Linked DNA regions of Mus musculus: regions 2 and 3 are each linked to region 1. Evidence: chromatin contacts called from public promoter capture Hi-C data. All regions are on one chromosome and are shown on one strand. Each heading gives the region's core, a stretch centred on a gene start, on an enhancer-like site or on the middle of the called end of the contact. The rest is flanking DNA. Distances are from core to core; before and after follow the strand shown. Region 1 holds the start of Map3k14 (mitogen-activated protein kinase kinase kinase 14). Region 2 holds the start of Mettl2 (methyltransferase like 2). Region 3 holds the start of Kansl1 (KAT8 regulatory NSL complex subunit 1).

Region 1 (5,140 bases), core at 978-3,477:
GCTGAGCTGAAGTTGCACAAGTGACTCAAGGGCTCAAAGCCTGCCCAGACTGTCGTGTCTTAGAGCAGGAGGAAGTCAATTTTGCCCAAAGCTCTCCTAGTGGGTGGGTATTTCGAGAGAGGAGAGGGATGTCTGTGTTCCACCTCACCCTCTGGAGAGAGACAGGAGAAAAGTCGCTGAAACCAAGAAGCAAGCGCTGCTTTTCCCTAATACTTTTCTTGCTAATGAGTCTATTGGTTTGTCCCCTGACCACCCCCCCCAACACACCTGCAAGCTGACCCTTCTGCAGACCTTTGAGTCAACATAAGAATTGAGTCTGTTCTCACTAACACATCCTATTGAGTGTAGGCTTAAAGAGCAACCATCCCAATGGACTAGACAACACACAAAAGGGACCCAGGGCCAGAGACTCTGGTTGTCAAAAAAAAAAAAGGAGGGGTGAGAAGGAGATGGCAAAAGTGAGCTAGCCCTGCAGGGAGCGTCTGCAGATTCTGGGCCTGTTGCCCACATCTTTCCTGAGAAGTGCTTTGCCCAGCGGCAAACAGGTGGTGGGAGGGAAAGACAGACACCCAAGAGACCTGATACCAACCTGTACATCTGGCCCAGCTCTGCCTCTCTCTCTGAGTCAGAGATGCCAAGCCCTAGGGGTGAGAGGAGCGTTTTTTAGAGGCCCCCAGCCCTTTTTATTTTCTTGCCTTACCATCTCTCAGCTGGCCACTAGCAAGATATGTCCCAGAAACTGACATATAGGTTCTGCATATACTGAAGTATAGGCTCAGTGCAAGTCACAGCCAGAAAGGCTTCCAGGGACAACTCTTGACACGGTTGACACTAACGTAACAATGGACTATGGGCAACTGCAGGCTTTGCTCTAACATATTTCTGGCCCAGGGGAGAGGGGTGAGTCTCTCAGGTTCTCATCTAGTTGGCTTTGTTTCCACATAGAAGTCAGGCTATGCAGCTCAGACTAGCTTCAAACTTGTCATCCTCCTGCCTCAGCCTCCTGAATGCAGGCCAGGTTGTGGGGTTTCCACATTGTCTAAATGAATGGCCTTTCTCGGTGTCCAACAACAGATGTCGGCTTGAACTTGTCTCCAGAAAGAAGCTAGGTCTGCAAAGTGGTCACAAGCAGACAGTGGTCTGGCCCTGGCTCAAACCTTTCCAGACAGGCCGTTCCTTATTTCTCAAACCAGCCAAGAATATGGCTGCCACTCCCACCATACCACCAGTCCCTGCATCTGCAGTTAGGATTCCTTGCAGAGTCTCTAAGGTCGCAGCGCATCTTTTATTCTGGAAACATTTTTTTAAAAAACACATATTTGTAATTTCTTATTACCAGTAAACAGAAGCTTGTGGTACAGTAGGAAGCCCATTAGCAAAGTTAGAAAAGAAAAAAAAAATCCATAAATTCCCTACACTCTTTCCCGGCCCCATAAAAAGGGCACTGTAGAGAGCACGTTTTCAAAGACCAAGTCTTCCTGACTCTGTAGTTTAGAATGGATCCCGTGCTCAGCACACACACCATGAAGCTTCTCGGGGTGGAAGGAGACTGTACCACATCTGCACACTCCCTTAGAGCGTTTCAACACCCGGTCTGTCCTACATAGGCCTTTGGCTCCCCACACTTCTCGAGGGTAGGCAGAGCAACCTCATCTCCACACACTTTACAGAACCGGGCTCACTCTACGTGCTCCATAAAAATGTTTCTGGCCCCACCAGGCCCCCACGAAGCAGCCTCGCCCTCAAGCAGAAAGCAGAGAAACCCAAGACCTCAGAGCGAGAGCGCCCCGCCGTCTCCAAGGTAACCAAAGCCGAAGCCGGGAATGCCCACGCATGCGTACAGTCGCCCTTCCTTCCCGTAACCTCAAAAAGAATGCAGCCCGTAAGATTTGCCAGAAGGCGAGAGCGCATGTGTAGTTCAACCAACACCCTGGCCTCCTTCGCCTACAGACCGCCCATCCACCCAGCCTTCGGCGCTGGATACCCTGGCCGGAAACAGTGCCCATTTTGGGGAGGCCTCGCTAGCCAATCGCTGCTGAGGAGTGGCCGGCAGGCCGACCGGATCAAGGCGTTTTATTGGCTAACTTATAGGAATGGGTGGGATCAAGGGTCGCGGTGCGGCCAAAGAAAGGAGGCGGGAAGCTAGCAAAGTCGCAGCCACGGGGGGAGGCGTGGCCCGGGGCGGGGATAGGCACGGGGGCGTGGTCGAGGAGGGGCAGCAGGGGCCCGGAGCGATCGCTGGCCAGCGAAGCGCCACACTCGCTTGTTTGAGGACAACGGCGCTCCGCCGGTAGGTGACTGGGCAGAACCCCGAGTCCTAAAGCGGGACGCCGAGGGAGCGGGCGGGGAAGGGGCGCCTCCCAGGCGGGGACTGGGTTGCAGCCGGGCTGTCCACGAGGGATGGCTGGGAGGGGTGGCCGGGTGACTACGGTCTAACCCGCTCGCACGCTCAGCGCCATCAGCGCCACGCTCGAAACGCCGTGCTCGCCTAGAACCTCCAGGCCGCGCACCCACGGGTCACACGCTTGCCCGGAACGCGCGCGGGTACTGTCTGCTTCCCTTTCCCCAACATCCGTGCCATCGAGTTCAGCCGCCCTACTGGCAGACCTGGCTCCTAAGTGTCCCCCAAGAGAAGGTGATCGCTCCACTGCCCTAGCAGTGACATGAGCAGCCTTTCCCTTTGAACTGCTTGGGATCACTTGTTCTGAGAGGATCACTGCTCTGGGCACTCAGTAGAGCAATGCTAGTCGCTGATGGTGCTGTCCTCCCTCCTCGATGGTCCTTACCCTTCTCTAATTCTGTGTTCTACTCGGAACTTTTGGAATCTGTTTATATGTACTAGTCCCGTCCTGGAAGCTCTTCCCGGCTCTGGCAACTTTCAGCCACCTGTCACCAAGTGAAAAGAAACATTTGTCTGAGGCAGAGATTCCCACCTGCTTTGGAACCTCATCATGTTCATTAACTTCAGACCTCCCCCCCTCCACTCCCCACCCCCCAGTTGAGATTAAAAGATGGCTGACAGCCCTAAAGGATGGATAGGGGTGTGCATGGGCTGTCAAGTGGATGAGTGGAGAAAAGTTTCAAATATCAGTGTCTTAATGACATGTTGTTGTTGTTGTTGTTGTTGTTAATTGGAGACAATGAACACTAATGACTGGATTAAGGGCGCTAAAAGAATGAACTGAACGAGGAGTGGCACCATGACCAGTGGACTTCGGAACACTGGCGAGTATCTAGAAACATAGTCTCTCTGAAAGATTAGAGGATTGTTTCCTAACTTCAGTTCTGCAGGGTTTTGCTTAGTAACTTTCCCATTTAGTGGTAGGTGTGGTCAGATGCATAGACTGTTGTCCAGTTGGTAAGCGAAGTACCTGAACCAGGTGTGAGGGATGATATGCCTCGTCTGTGGCCTCAGAGCCATGAGTGAGGGTGAGTTCTCCAGATCCCTGAATAAGAACAGCATAACCTAACTTTGATAGAGAAAGGGGGGGGGGTTGGGGTGATCTTTTTGCTGTTAATGTGAGAGGATGCTTTGAAGACTCTTGACTTGCTTATGATGTATGTGTGTATTTCCTCTTGTATTTAAAGTGATGTCAAAGGCAATTCCTTTGGATGGATGCCAGCTTTATGAGTTTTTCAGACGCCCTTAAGACATCTTGAAAACTAGGCATGGTGGCACACACCTGTAATCCATCACTGGGAGGCTGGGACAAGGAGGATTTGTTGTGACTTTGAAGCCTGTCAGGGCTTCATAGCAAGGCCCTGTCTCAGAGCACCAGAGAGGAAAAAGAAAGAAAGAAGACATCCTGATTTATTTGGAAGAGTGTGATAAATTTCTCAGAACAGCTCATAATAATAGTTAGTATGTCTGACTTTAATTTTAGAAATAAGTGCCCAGCTGTACATACCCAGAAATACATACCAGAAGTTTGTGAAATCAAATAGTACTACGTGATCAGGCTTCAGGCTTCAGGTCATTTTCGGATTGTTTTTGGGGTGGATGGAGCAGTTCTGAAGGTTGTTGGTTTTTTTGTTTTGTTTTGTTTTGTTTTGTTTTGTTTTGTTTGCCTCTGGTGTCTGTTAGAGTTTGTGGGAGTGGCACCACAGACAGAGACTCTGCCAAATGAACCTTTATCTCAAAAAAAAAAAAAAAAACCTGCCTGGTTTTGCCATTCATTCTTGGCAGATAGGAGTGTGGTTCCTCATTTTGGTTCCCCTGATGAACACAGATTCCTTTGTGATCGGCTCGGGCTGGAGAGGACAGGGCTCGCCCTGATTGGTTGCTCCACCCCAGACAACTGTTGTGAGATTTTTGGTGAGTTCTAGGGTCCATTCTGAGCTAGGGGCTGGGAGGAGATCGGTCGGATGTAAAACGGATAAAAGCTCAGATCTACGCTTGTTCCTTTAGGCCATCCCCCCCCCCCCTTGTCTTAAGAGTTTGCCTGTGAAGTCACTTTTAGTTTCTTTTTTTTTTAATTTTGTATTTATCTATTTATTTTTAACTTCTTGTCTCAGTGGACAGCACATGGGCTTCTTACAGGTGCTTCTCCCCCGGGAAGACCTGATTGGCTTGACAGATTTTTCCCCCCAAGAAGAAAAAAGAAAACTGAAAACTGAATTCAGACCCAGTAGCAGGTCAGCTCGCTGCACATGCAGACAGACAGACAGACAGACGGCTCCTCCGATAGCACCCATCGGCTAGATGCTTTTTTTTTCTTTTTTTCCTGGCAAAAGGTTAAAATGCAACTAAAATTCTGCTTTCGTGATTAATAAGTCACTACCGCAGTTGTGTGTGATGCTTCCTGTTTGCCCCGTTTTAGCATTTCAGTTAAACTGGAGACCTCTGAGCACCCTGGGCACTTCTGGTGGCACCATCGTGAGGTGGGTGGGGAGAAGGGTGGGCTTGGAGAGTTGGATAAGTCAGCCCTCCCTGCACACCAGGATCCCGAATAAGGGAAAGGAACGGTGGCGTGTCTTCTCGGGTAGGGCGAGCTGTTCAAGTGCGAGCACTCTGTTCACTTGGTAAGGCCGACTGCGAGGCTGATGCTGTGGGGTAGAACGGGAAGGCCGGGTGGAAGGCAGGCAGTGTGGGAGTGAGTTTCAGCAGCTTGGACCCGGGTGCTGAGGTAGGGGCCTGAGT
Region 2 (5,140 bases), core at 1,476-3,975, 1.9 Mb before region 1:
GTCACCCTTTCTAGTCTATCTGCGAGTAAAATGTGGCATCTTCACTAACTCTATTATTCGAAAAATCAAGTTACCTCAAGTATTCGGTAGGTGGCAGAGGAGCCAGGAAATTCCTCACCACTAATTTCTAGGTGACCGAGCTTCTGAGTCACTGGCTCTTCCAAGGGAGGCACCTGAGTCTCACATCCAGGGCTGGCACAAGAACACTTGTGCTGTTCTGCTGTCAAGCCAGGTCCGTCCTCACAGACGTCACTCCTCTGCTTCTCCAAGGGTACACCCGTCAGGTGACTGTGGCTAGGTGCCAATTCAGGGAACTCAGTAAAAAGCCAGTGTCTATCCTTGAAAAACCCATTTTCATGGATTCTGTAGAAGTCATCCCAGTATTTATGGGCATTGACTTCATAATCAACTGCAAACATTTAAGAAAGAATATTAAACGTCAGTCTCAAATATTTTATTTATATCTAATGTCAACTGTCCTGCATCACCAAATGTCGTTTTATCCAGAAGTATGCTTAAGAACAGTCATAGTCTCAGAACTGGACACCTCCACTGGTAATCATCTTGCTATCTATCTTACATTAAGGTCATTCACTTTTCATCCCCAGGAAACCCAGCTTCTGCTGGAACCACCAGACAGGGAGTTAGCTACCCATCATTTTCCTCACACAGCTTTGGATGGCCTTCAACTACAGGAAAATTATGAAATTAAGCAAATCCCTAGCATTGCACAGAAGTAAAGACCTAATTCTTCTTGGTTTCAAGGTTCTACTCGTCAGGGACAGACAGGTTCTTTGGTGTGTGTGGTAATTATTTTCCCTTGTAAGTTTTTTTTTTTTTTTTTTTTTTTTTTTAAATTTACAAGCTAAATGTCCCAGGTTCTTTGGACGTTTGTATACATTCAGTGACTGTCATCCACGAAGCTTTTCAGAAGGCATGTTCCTGCTTCTTTAGAATGCAGGGGCCAGGCACAAAGTCAAGATTGCTAATGAATACTAAAATAAATAACCAGAAAACACACAAAACTAGACAATGGGAAACTGCCTTCCAGAAGCAAGAAGAGTTTTGATTAATCAGGAGACTGATAGGGGCTCTTTTTCTGCTCGTTGTCAACACAAGAGACCTGGACTAGAATTGATGAAAGAATAAAAACCTGAGAAATTGGAATCCACCACTGACTGCTTACCTCTAGGCAAAGCACTTAAGGCCCCGTGGTCCAAGTTTAATCGTTTTGGAGACTAGATCACCCTATGCTGCCCAGGATGGCCTCCAATTCAGTGATCCTTCTGCCTCAGCCTCCCACGGAGCTGAGTCTACAGGAATACACCACTGCACTTGGCTAACTGGTCCTTTAACTGCGAAAAGAGGATACTGGGCTACATGATTTTCAAAATCCCTCTCAACTCTACGAAGCTTTATCTAGTCTTATCTACCTAACAATGCAGGCAGGGTGCCTACTTTGCAACTGGAATATATACATATACTTATTTTTGAGACAAGCTCTCATGCAGCCCAGGCAGGAGTGGAACTCTACGTAGCAAGGATGCTCTTGACCCCACTCAACCTCTTGTCTCTGCCTCCCAAGAGATTACACCCCTACATCTTAGGAGGTACGTGCCTGGCCAGTGACCTCGGTACTATAGAGAAACTATCAGTGCTTATTATCATAACCGATGAGCCATCTCTCCAACCCCCTGATGCCTATTACCTTAAAGTTCCAGGTTTACTTTCAAACGCCTCCTAGAAACAGGGACAACCAGTTCTAGTATTTTATAAAGGAATTATTCTTGTCTTCGGAAATGACCTCTTTCGCTTTGAGCAGACTCGTCTCTCCACTCTGCTGCACGCATCTTTCTTTGGTAGAAGTCCCACATCTCCAAACCCAACACCTCAAGAAAAGATGTTATGATCTAATCCTCTCCTCCCACAGTACGTTAGGATCCGACCACATCAATCTAGCTCTGATGGAAACGTCCCAGCAGAAGGTAAACTGTAGAAGCTACCCTAAGATGACTGAACGACTTTACGGTTGCCACAGGCCAGCCACATCAACGCGACACTCGTAGAACTAGAGAGTTCAACAACAACAACAACAAAGTCCAACCCCAATGGCTTCAAGACTTTGTTAGAAGACAGCCCCTTTGCCTCCTAACCCGTCCCCTCCCCGACCCGTTCTGGGCCGGAGTTCTCCATCAGGTCAGTGATAAAACGATCCCGGTGCCCCCATTTTTCTTGCCGTCTGGAGGAGGCGCGTCCCACACTGCGGGCACAACGGAGCGCACCTTGCTTCTCCGGGCACACCAGCGGGGAGCTGTTCTCCTGCACTTTCCTCTCCGCCGCCGCGGCCTGCTCCTCGGACCACTTCACGTTGTCCCTGTGAAAACCAAACGGGCAGCTTCAGGCCCACCGGTCCCGGACCCGGGAACGTCGGTCCTCGGGAGGCGAACGCTTCAGCTACCGCCGCGGGAGGAGGGCCAGCGGGCAGGGCTTTTCTCCAAGTGCTCCGGGCTGGCGAAGAGCCGGGCGAGATGCAGGGCAGTTACCAGGCATTGTGATGGAAGACGCGCGCCGGGTCGCTCAGGAACCGGTGCCCGAACTGCGGTCTCTTCCCGTCCTCGGTCTCCGGCACGCCTTCAGGGAAGGAGGCCGCCATGACACCGGAGACGGAAACGCCTTCTCTTCCCGAAGGCGAGGACTTCCTGTGGGCCACGCCCCTTCCGGAAGTAGCGTCACTGGGAGGGAAGATGGAGGGCGGGGCGGGGCGGGGCGGGGCGGGGCGGGGCGGGGCGGGGCGGGTTCCAAGTGATTGGGAAGCTCAGCGGAGGCGAGTCCGAAAGGAGTCATTTCTCCCTGGAGATGCACAAGGGCGTGCAGCACGGGGAGGAAGTAGGAGGCTATTCCCTCGAGTACGGTTCCGTGCAGGTCCCAAGATTCCCCCCAGGAAAAGCTTTGACTAGCCGACTGTGATGAGACGTGGTCACCAGACCACAGTCCGCGGGGAGGCAGCGCGTGGGTTTTGAGAGCATGAAGCTTCCGTGTTAAATGACATAACCGACCACACCTCCTTGAAAAGCCAGGCTTAATTGGCACAATAAAAATTGTAATTCGTTCATGCATAGAGCTTGTAATATGTATTCAATTTATTTAAATGTATACATTGTACACTTATATACTATACATATATGTATAAATATTTTAAAACTAATAGTAGGTCACTGGTATATAATTTATAATTGCACATTTTTAGCCTTATATTTTCTATTTAAATAAATTTCCCCTTTATGTGTACGCATGGTTGTGCACCACGTGCATGCAATGCTCATGGAGGCCAGAAGAGGGCACCAGATCTCCTCGAACTGGAGTTACAGATGCTTGTGAACCAACATATGGGTACCAGGGATCAAAATATGGGTCTCCTAGAAGAGTAGCCAGTGCCCTTAATTATAGGGCTCTCCAGGCTCTATAATTTCTTTAGGCTTGGTGGCAGGCAGCTTACTTGCTGTGCCATTTTACCAGCCAGAGTTATTGTTGTTGTTGTTATTATTGTTGTTGTTTTTGTTATTATTTTGATACATTTTGAAGGACTATGTAATTCTGGCTGGCCTCCAGCTCTCTATGCAGATTAAACTGGCCTCAAACTCAGAGATGTGCCTGTCTCTGCCTCTCAAGTACCGGGATTAAAGGCATTCACCATCACATCCAGCTATATGTATTTTTTTTTTTTAATATCATGCTCTTTAAAAGCTGTTAGTGTTCACATTCAACAATCCCATTATATAATTTTTGTGTGTGCAGAAAGCTCATTGTCCTTTTACTTGAAGTTCCAACATTATTTTTAATAAGTGAGCCATTTGAAATATATGGCTGCTTCTCTTTCTCTCTCCTCTCCTCCCTCCCTTCTTCCCCCCCCCCGTGTGTGTTTTAATTATTATTTTCTTTTTAAATATAGAATTCCTCTATATAGCTCTGACTATCTCATAACTCTCTTTGTAGACCAGGAAGGTTTCAACTTCAGAGATCTGCCTGCCTCTGGCTTCTGGGTACTGGGATCAAAGATGTGTGCTGCCTCCACACCTGGCTAGGTTTTTATTTTTGAGATTATGACATTACATCACTCCTCCTCAACCCTCCCATATTCCCCTCCTTACTCTTTCAAATGCATGGCTTCTGAAAATGGATGAGTGTGTCACTGTGTACCCTTATCTGGCTTCAAACTCTGGACCCTCCTGTCACGTCTAACTTTGCCAGTGCTGGAATTACAACATGCATTTCCAAATGTTTAACTATTCTAAACTTGAGCTTTTGTTTTTAGACCATTTTCTTTTTTGTGTCTATTTACATCAGTGTATTTCAGTGTATCTATTTACTTCAGTGTATTGTATCATTTACTGAAAATGGTGTGTGTGCTTGGTTTTCTTTTTTAAATTTATTTATTTCTATTTTATGTCCATTGGTAATTTAACTTCATGCATTTCTGTGTGAAGGTATCAGATCCCCTAGAACAGGAGTTACACACAGTTGTGAGCTGCCACGTGGGTGCTAAGACTTGACCCCTGGTGCTCTGGAAAAGCAGATGGTGTTCTTAACCGCTGAGTCACCTCTCCATTTTCTTTAAAAAATTATTTGTGTGTGTGTGTGTGTTCAGAGGAATATCAGATCTCCTGGAGCTGGAGTTACAGGTAGTTGTGAGCTGCCTGATGTAGGTGCTGGGAACTGAATTCACGTCCTCTTTCGAGAGCAGCTCTTAATCGCTGTGCCCTCTCGCTAACCCACTAAATGAGTTTACACAATGTATTTTGCTGGCCTGTACCAACTCATTTTCCTTCGGCAGTTGAAGCATCTAACATCTTTTGAAAGGAGTTCGGAAGACGTGGTGCAAGGTGGTCAGAATACATTGAGAACTGTGTTTCAGAGGAATCGAGGGGCCCCCTAGTGGACGATAAAGGGCACTCTCCTACTAAGCGGATATATTCAATGCTTGGAAAGGCTAAAGGCTCTCCAGGGGATCGACTTGGATGTTAGCCCAGGGCAGGGTAGTTAATCATTTCATGACCCAGCCACCCCAACCCCATCACCCTCCCAACCCCTTGTTGCAGGCGGTGCCAATTCTGGGCCATTTAATGGCGTTGCTGTGGAACAA
Region 3 (5,140 bases), core at 1,848-4,347, 1.2 Mb before region 1:
CACTATGTAGACCAGGGTAGCCTGGTAATTTGTCGGTAATCCTCCTGCTTTTGCAACCCAAATGCTGTGATCATAGATATGTGCTACCTTGTTTGTGTTTGCTTGTGTGTTTTTTGAGGCAGGATTCTCTGTAAAGTCCTAGCTATCCTGGAAGCTCTGTAGACCAGGCTGGCTTCAAACTCAGAAATCTGGCCCCTCTGCCTGCCAAGTGCTGGGTGTGATCAACATCCTGAACCATCAAGCTCAGCTTTGTGTGCATGTTTTAATCAGCCTTATCATGCATTGTTTCTCTGGGGGAATTTTGTTTTTTTCTGTGTTTTAGCATTCCCCCAATTCTGGGCTCCATGTCTTGTCTTCCCTCTTTACTTTGTGTACCAGCAAGCATTTGGATTTTATATGACTGTAGCTGGTCTAGAAAGTCTATGTGTTGATGTATAGCTAAGGATGACCTTGAATGCCTGATCTCTCCGGATCCACCTTGGGATTGATAGAATTTGAGAAGTTGTCACCAAGCCTGTCTCTAGAGGAGGTTCTTAGGTTTTTTTTTTTTTGGTTTTCGAGACAGGGTTTCTTCATGTCTGACTTAGACCGAAGTCTTTTTTTTTTTTTTTTTTTTTAAGACCGGAAGTCTTTAAAGAAATACATTTCTTTTTCAAAACCTCCTCTGTGGGCGTGGTGGCACACACCTTTAATCGGAGGCAGAGGCAGGCGGATCTCACAGTTCAAGGCCAGCCTAGTCTACAGGGAGAGGACAGCTAGGGGTACATGAGAAACTCTGTCTTATGTATAGATTTTTGTCAGTAGTTGCTCACTTTGAATGCAGTTGTTCATAAACTTGGTACTTAGTTTTGTTGTTGTTTTGTGTTTTTGTATTTTTATTTTTTTATTATTGGACTGGTTATACTGAGATTCAGGAACTCTGGATTTTCATGCTTTCCCCACCCCCACTGAAATGCTGGAATTGAATGCATGTGTCAATATGCTTGAGTTAGGTAGTGAAGTTTCTGTTGTGGTTTTTTTGTTTGTTTGTTTGTTTTGTTTTTGTTTTTTGAGACAGGGTTTCTCTGTGTAGCTCTGGCTGTCCTGGAACTCACTCTGTAGACCAGGCTGGCCTCGAACTCAGAAATCTGCCTGAGTGTCTATACCCAGCTGTCACAGAACTCAGTATGTAGAACAGGCTGGCCTTGAACTCACAGAGTTCTCCTGCATCTCTTTTCCTAGTGCTGAAATTATAAATGGCATGCAGCACCATGACTGTGTAGATAGTCAAGATTTTAAGAGTTTGGATAGTTAATAACATTGTTATAAAGAGTTTCTTTCACTAATATTTAAGAAATTAAATTTAAGAATATTGTAGAAAGCTTTGCCTTATTTTCATTCAGCTAATTTAGATTTTGTTATCTTCAGATTAGGGCTCTAGGTCACCATCTGTTGGTCCTGTAATTATGTATAAACATCCTCTGTGGCATTACTGTTTATGTGAATATATATGCTCTCTCTCTCGCGCACACACACACACATACATACACACACATGCAAACACACAATCTTACCTGTATTATAAGTTAAAAAGCCCAAACTATTGATCTTTTTTGGATGCATATGTAAATATGTATACATCTATCAGTTTATCCCTGTGTATTGACTCTATGTTGTCTCCTGCCTTTGATATTTGAAAACCAAGATCATGTTTGAGAGTGTAATTTTAAAAATGCAGATGGAAATTCAAGAGAAATATAGATGCAGATACTGCAGAAACTTGTTGAGTTAGAGACTTTGTGGGCTAATGAAAACTGGTCTATAACAATAGTTTTTTTTTTTTGAGGAGCTGAAGTGACACATAACACCGGATACTGGTTTGGTAAACCACACAAAGTATTGAGCATTTTACATCTTCCTTTTGGTAGACTCTACTCTTCTCATCTGCTGAGCTTGGTGATTTAGTTGTTGGAACAAGTTTTATGCTATTTGATTTTGGTGAGTCCTAATAATCTTTGGACATGGTTAGCTTTAAAGGGTGGTGGATTTGTACTGTGTAATGTGTCACTTTGCGTTATATTAAGTTTTCTAAGTCCAGAAAATGTTCTCTGATATTAAACCTTATTTGGGAGGAAGGAACCGATATCGTGCTGACAAACTAGAGTCAAGAGTAATTAGGTGCCACTACTTTTAAGTCAACGCTGGTAAGAACATGACAGGTTTGCTTTTGTTGTTCATTGTTAAACTTTTAGCGGGTCTGTGAACTTTAATTTGGTAGTAGCAGGAAACAAAAAAATTACTGTGTAATGAATGCGTTTTTGCCTATTTTGGCGGATCTGACAAATCAAGAAGCCTAAAACAACACGCGGGCTTAACGAAAACTACAGTTCCCAGCGGGCCCGGCGCTGGTGGGCCATCATTTCCCCTCTAGCTCCCAGCTGCCCCTGCCCGGGCTAGCCCCGAGTCGGTCCTAGCTCGCGCCTGCGCAATGGCGTCCGCTTATTTTTTGGTTTGGCGGCTGCAGAGCGTGGCGCTAGGGCTAGCAGCCAGCCGTGTGCTGCAGTGTACAGAGCAGGGTGTAGGACAAAGGGCGGGTGGCAGGGACCGCGTCACTGGTCAGGGAGCTTCCTGCCCGTCTCAGAGCACGGTTGGCCCTGGGGTAGTGTGGCCGCAGCAGCTTCTTCATTCACTGCACACACAGTTCTTCGCTCACGTCCTCTAGCTCTGCTGTGTCAGTCCGCCCTCCCCTCAAACCGGCGCGCAGCACCGCCAGCCACAGAGCCGAGGGAATGTGACGGCATCAGCGCCTCAGGTTAGCCTCACCTCGATCGAAGCGAGGGCCCCGCGTCGCTTGCCGCAGTGCCGCGTGTCGCTGCCGCACGTATCAGGCACCAGGCACCGGTTTCCGCAAACAGAGGCGCAGAAGCAGCGGCCGCGGCTAGGAGCCATGACTGAGGCGGCGGCGGCCGCGCCTCCTGGCAGCCCGCGGGGGCGGCGAGGCGGGCGCCCCCTGGCGGCGCGCCGGGGCGGAGCGGCCCGCCGCAGCCGCAGCCGGCGGAGGCGCTGCTGTCCCTCCTCCCCGTGTCCCCGGCACTCGCCCGCTCGCTTGCTCGCTCCATTCTCCCTCCGCTTCAGATTAAAGGGGGGGAGGGAAAAGGAGCTCGGCCGCCATTTTCCCAGTGCCGCCGCCGCCACCGCCACCGCTCGCTGAGCCGGCGGGAGAACCAAGCGCCGTAGCGAAGCCGACTCGTCTCGCCGCGGCGGCTTGGGGGGCGGCCGAAGTGCGCTCCCCGGCCGGGAAGAAGCTCCCGGGGTGGCGGCCGGGGTGCGGGCGCGGGCTGCAGACGGCGGCGCTTGTTTGTGCGGGGCGGGGGGGGCAGCTTTACCCTCTGCCCCCGCCCGCCCGGGGCTGCGGTCCCCGCCGTGCCCAGGCCGGGTCGGAACGGAGGAAGGCCGGAGAAAGGGCCCGAAAGAGAAGAAAAAGCAGCCGCTCCCCGCCGCCGCCGCCTTCCCCTCCCCCTCCGCCTCGCCCCCCCGCCCGGAAAGTCAGGGCGGCTCCGGGCGCCGGGGGGGAGGAGAGCGGCGGGCCGGGCCGGAGCAGCAGCCGCGCGCCCCCGCCCGCTGGTCCTCGGCGCCCAGGCCGGGGGGCTGTTTGCAAACTGCGCCCATTTTGTGGGGCCGAATCCGCCCGGGCTACGCTCCTCCATCACGTGGTAGGTGCTGCTGCTGCTCCTTTCCTCCTCCTCCCGCTGCCCTTTCTCCTTCTCCTCGCTCTCCCTGTGGTTCCCATTTCTCCCTCTCTTTGTTAGTTGTAACTAGAAAGGCTGGGCAGGGGAAGAAAAATCCCCGGAACTTTAAATGGCCTCTCCGGGCTTCCCCGCTGCGGGTCCGGGCTGGGAGTCGCCCCAAGGGCGGGGGTGTGCGGGGGCCCTTCCCCACCAGCTGCCGCCTCGTTCGCTGGGCTTTCCTTTGGCGTTCTATTTAAAAAGGCGGCCTGGAGAACCTGGTTTATTTCCGAAAAAAAAAAAAAAAAAAAGCAAAAACAAAAAGACCAAAAACAAACTCTTGCTCTCGCCTTGAACTTCTCTTGACTGCAAAAGGTCTTTCTTTGCTCAAACACATCTTGCATGTCTGTCTCACGGTTTGTATCACAACTCTGATTGTTAACATTTTTTGTTGCTTAAATATTGAGGTCATTTGCGTTTTCGGATCTAGTCTCAGGCAGCCCTTTTTTTCAACTAAAGAGGAAGAGGCATTTATTTGCTTTTAAGTGAGTTGGAATCTTACTGCTTTTGGGGGGGCCTGTTTTCGGACTGACGGCCTTTGATTCTCAGCAAATAGTTTATAATTGTTTTCCGTATTGTAAACAATCTTACTCCCATGTTTTACCTAGAAATCCTTTTGTTTTCCAATGTTGGAATCCCAATGTGGATTTTTAGAGAAACTCGTTACTTAACTATTGCTTATTGATTGCCTTAGGGGAAAAGGGGTGACATGATGGCGCCACTTTAAATTGCTCTTTCCTCCGCCTGTTTTTTCCTCCTTTATCCTGGAGGTCACTGGAGCATTTTCCGTGACCTATTAATAAAACCGCACTTGAGGGTGTTAGCTGTACAACTCTTAGGGGTTAGAATTTGGTACCTTAAAGATTGAGAAACCCGAATCCTGCAGTCCCCAAAGTTAAGAGAAATCTCGCTAGTCCTCCAACCTAGCTTTCCTCCCCTCCATTCACAATCCTGGTGTTGCCATATCCTTCGTCACGTGGCTAGCAATCATTGTGGGGTTTTGTTTGTTTGTTTGGGGGGGTGTATGTTAATATTTTAAGCTGTAGCCAAGTAAGTGTCCCTCTGCCCATTAGAGAGATCACAATGCTCTAGGGTTTTTTTTTTTTAATACATTCGGAGAACATTTTAAAATAAACGATAAAATTACATAATCCTTGCCTTGCATAATCATGATATAGTTACAGAACTTCTTCTCAAAAGTACTTTCAATCAAGTAGGAAAATCGTTATATTAAAATGATTTCTGTTTCTTAGACTGGTCTGCAGTTTATATTTCCCACCCCACCTCCCTTTTTTGTTTTTGTTTTTAAGGTCATTTGAAGTACCAGTATTTACAAAAGCATAAAGTGGGCGTGTTTCCCTTTCCTCTCTTCTATG

What was found. Promoter capture Hi-C pulls out the DNA fragments that hold promoters and counts their contacts.
Region 2: a contact with region 1 is called in a promoter capture Hi-C map of liver, with 5 times the contacts expected there. The contact joins the promoter of Mettl2 here to the promoter of Map3k14 in region 1. A contact is called at or near these places in 2 of 39 promoter capture datasets (liver and pre-B cells).
Region 3: a promoter capture Hi-C map of liver shows a contact between it and region 1, with 2.2 times the contacts expected there. The contact joins the promoter of Kansl1 here to the promoter of Map3k14 in region 1. A contact is called at or near these places in 3 of 39 promoter capture datasets (liver and neutrophils) and 1 of 115 datasets of contacts at active chromatin or transcription factors (astrocytes).

Annotation. Positions count from the first base shown.
Region 1 is chr11:103,264,488-103,269,627 of GRCm38.p6, reverse strand. It overlaps Map3k14 (mitogen-activated protein kinase kinase kinase 14), which reads left to right and starts at 2,227. Exons shown (of 16, transcript NM_016896.3): 1 at 2,227-2,290.
Region 2 is chr11:105,124,010-105,129,149 of GRCm38.p6, reverse strand. It overlaps Mettl2 (methyltransferase like 2), which reads right to left and starts at 2,725. Exons shown (of 9, transcript NM_172567.3): 1 at 2,544-2,725; 2 at 2,283-2,374; 3 at 75-409. The coding sequence starts at 2,653.
Region 3 is chr11:104,440,277-104,445,416 of GRCm38.p6, reverse strand. It overlaps Kansl1 (KAT8 regulatory NSL complex subunit 1), which reads left to right and starts at 3,097. Exons shown (of 15, transcript NM_001372459.1): 1 at 3,097-3,692.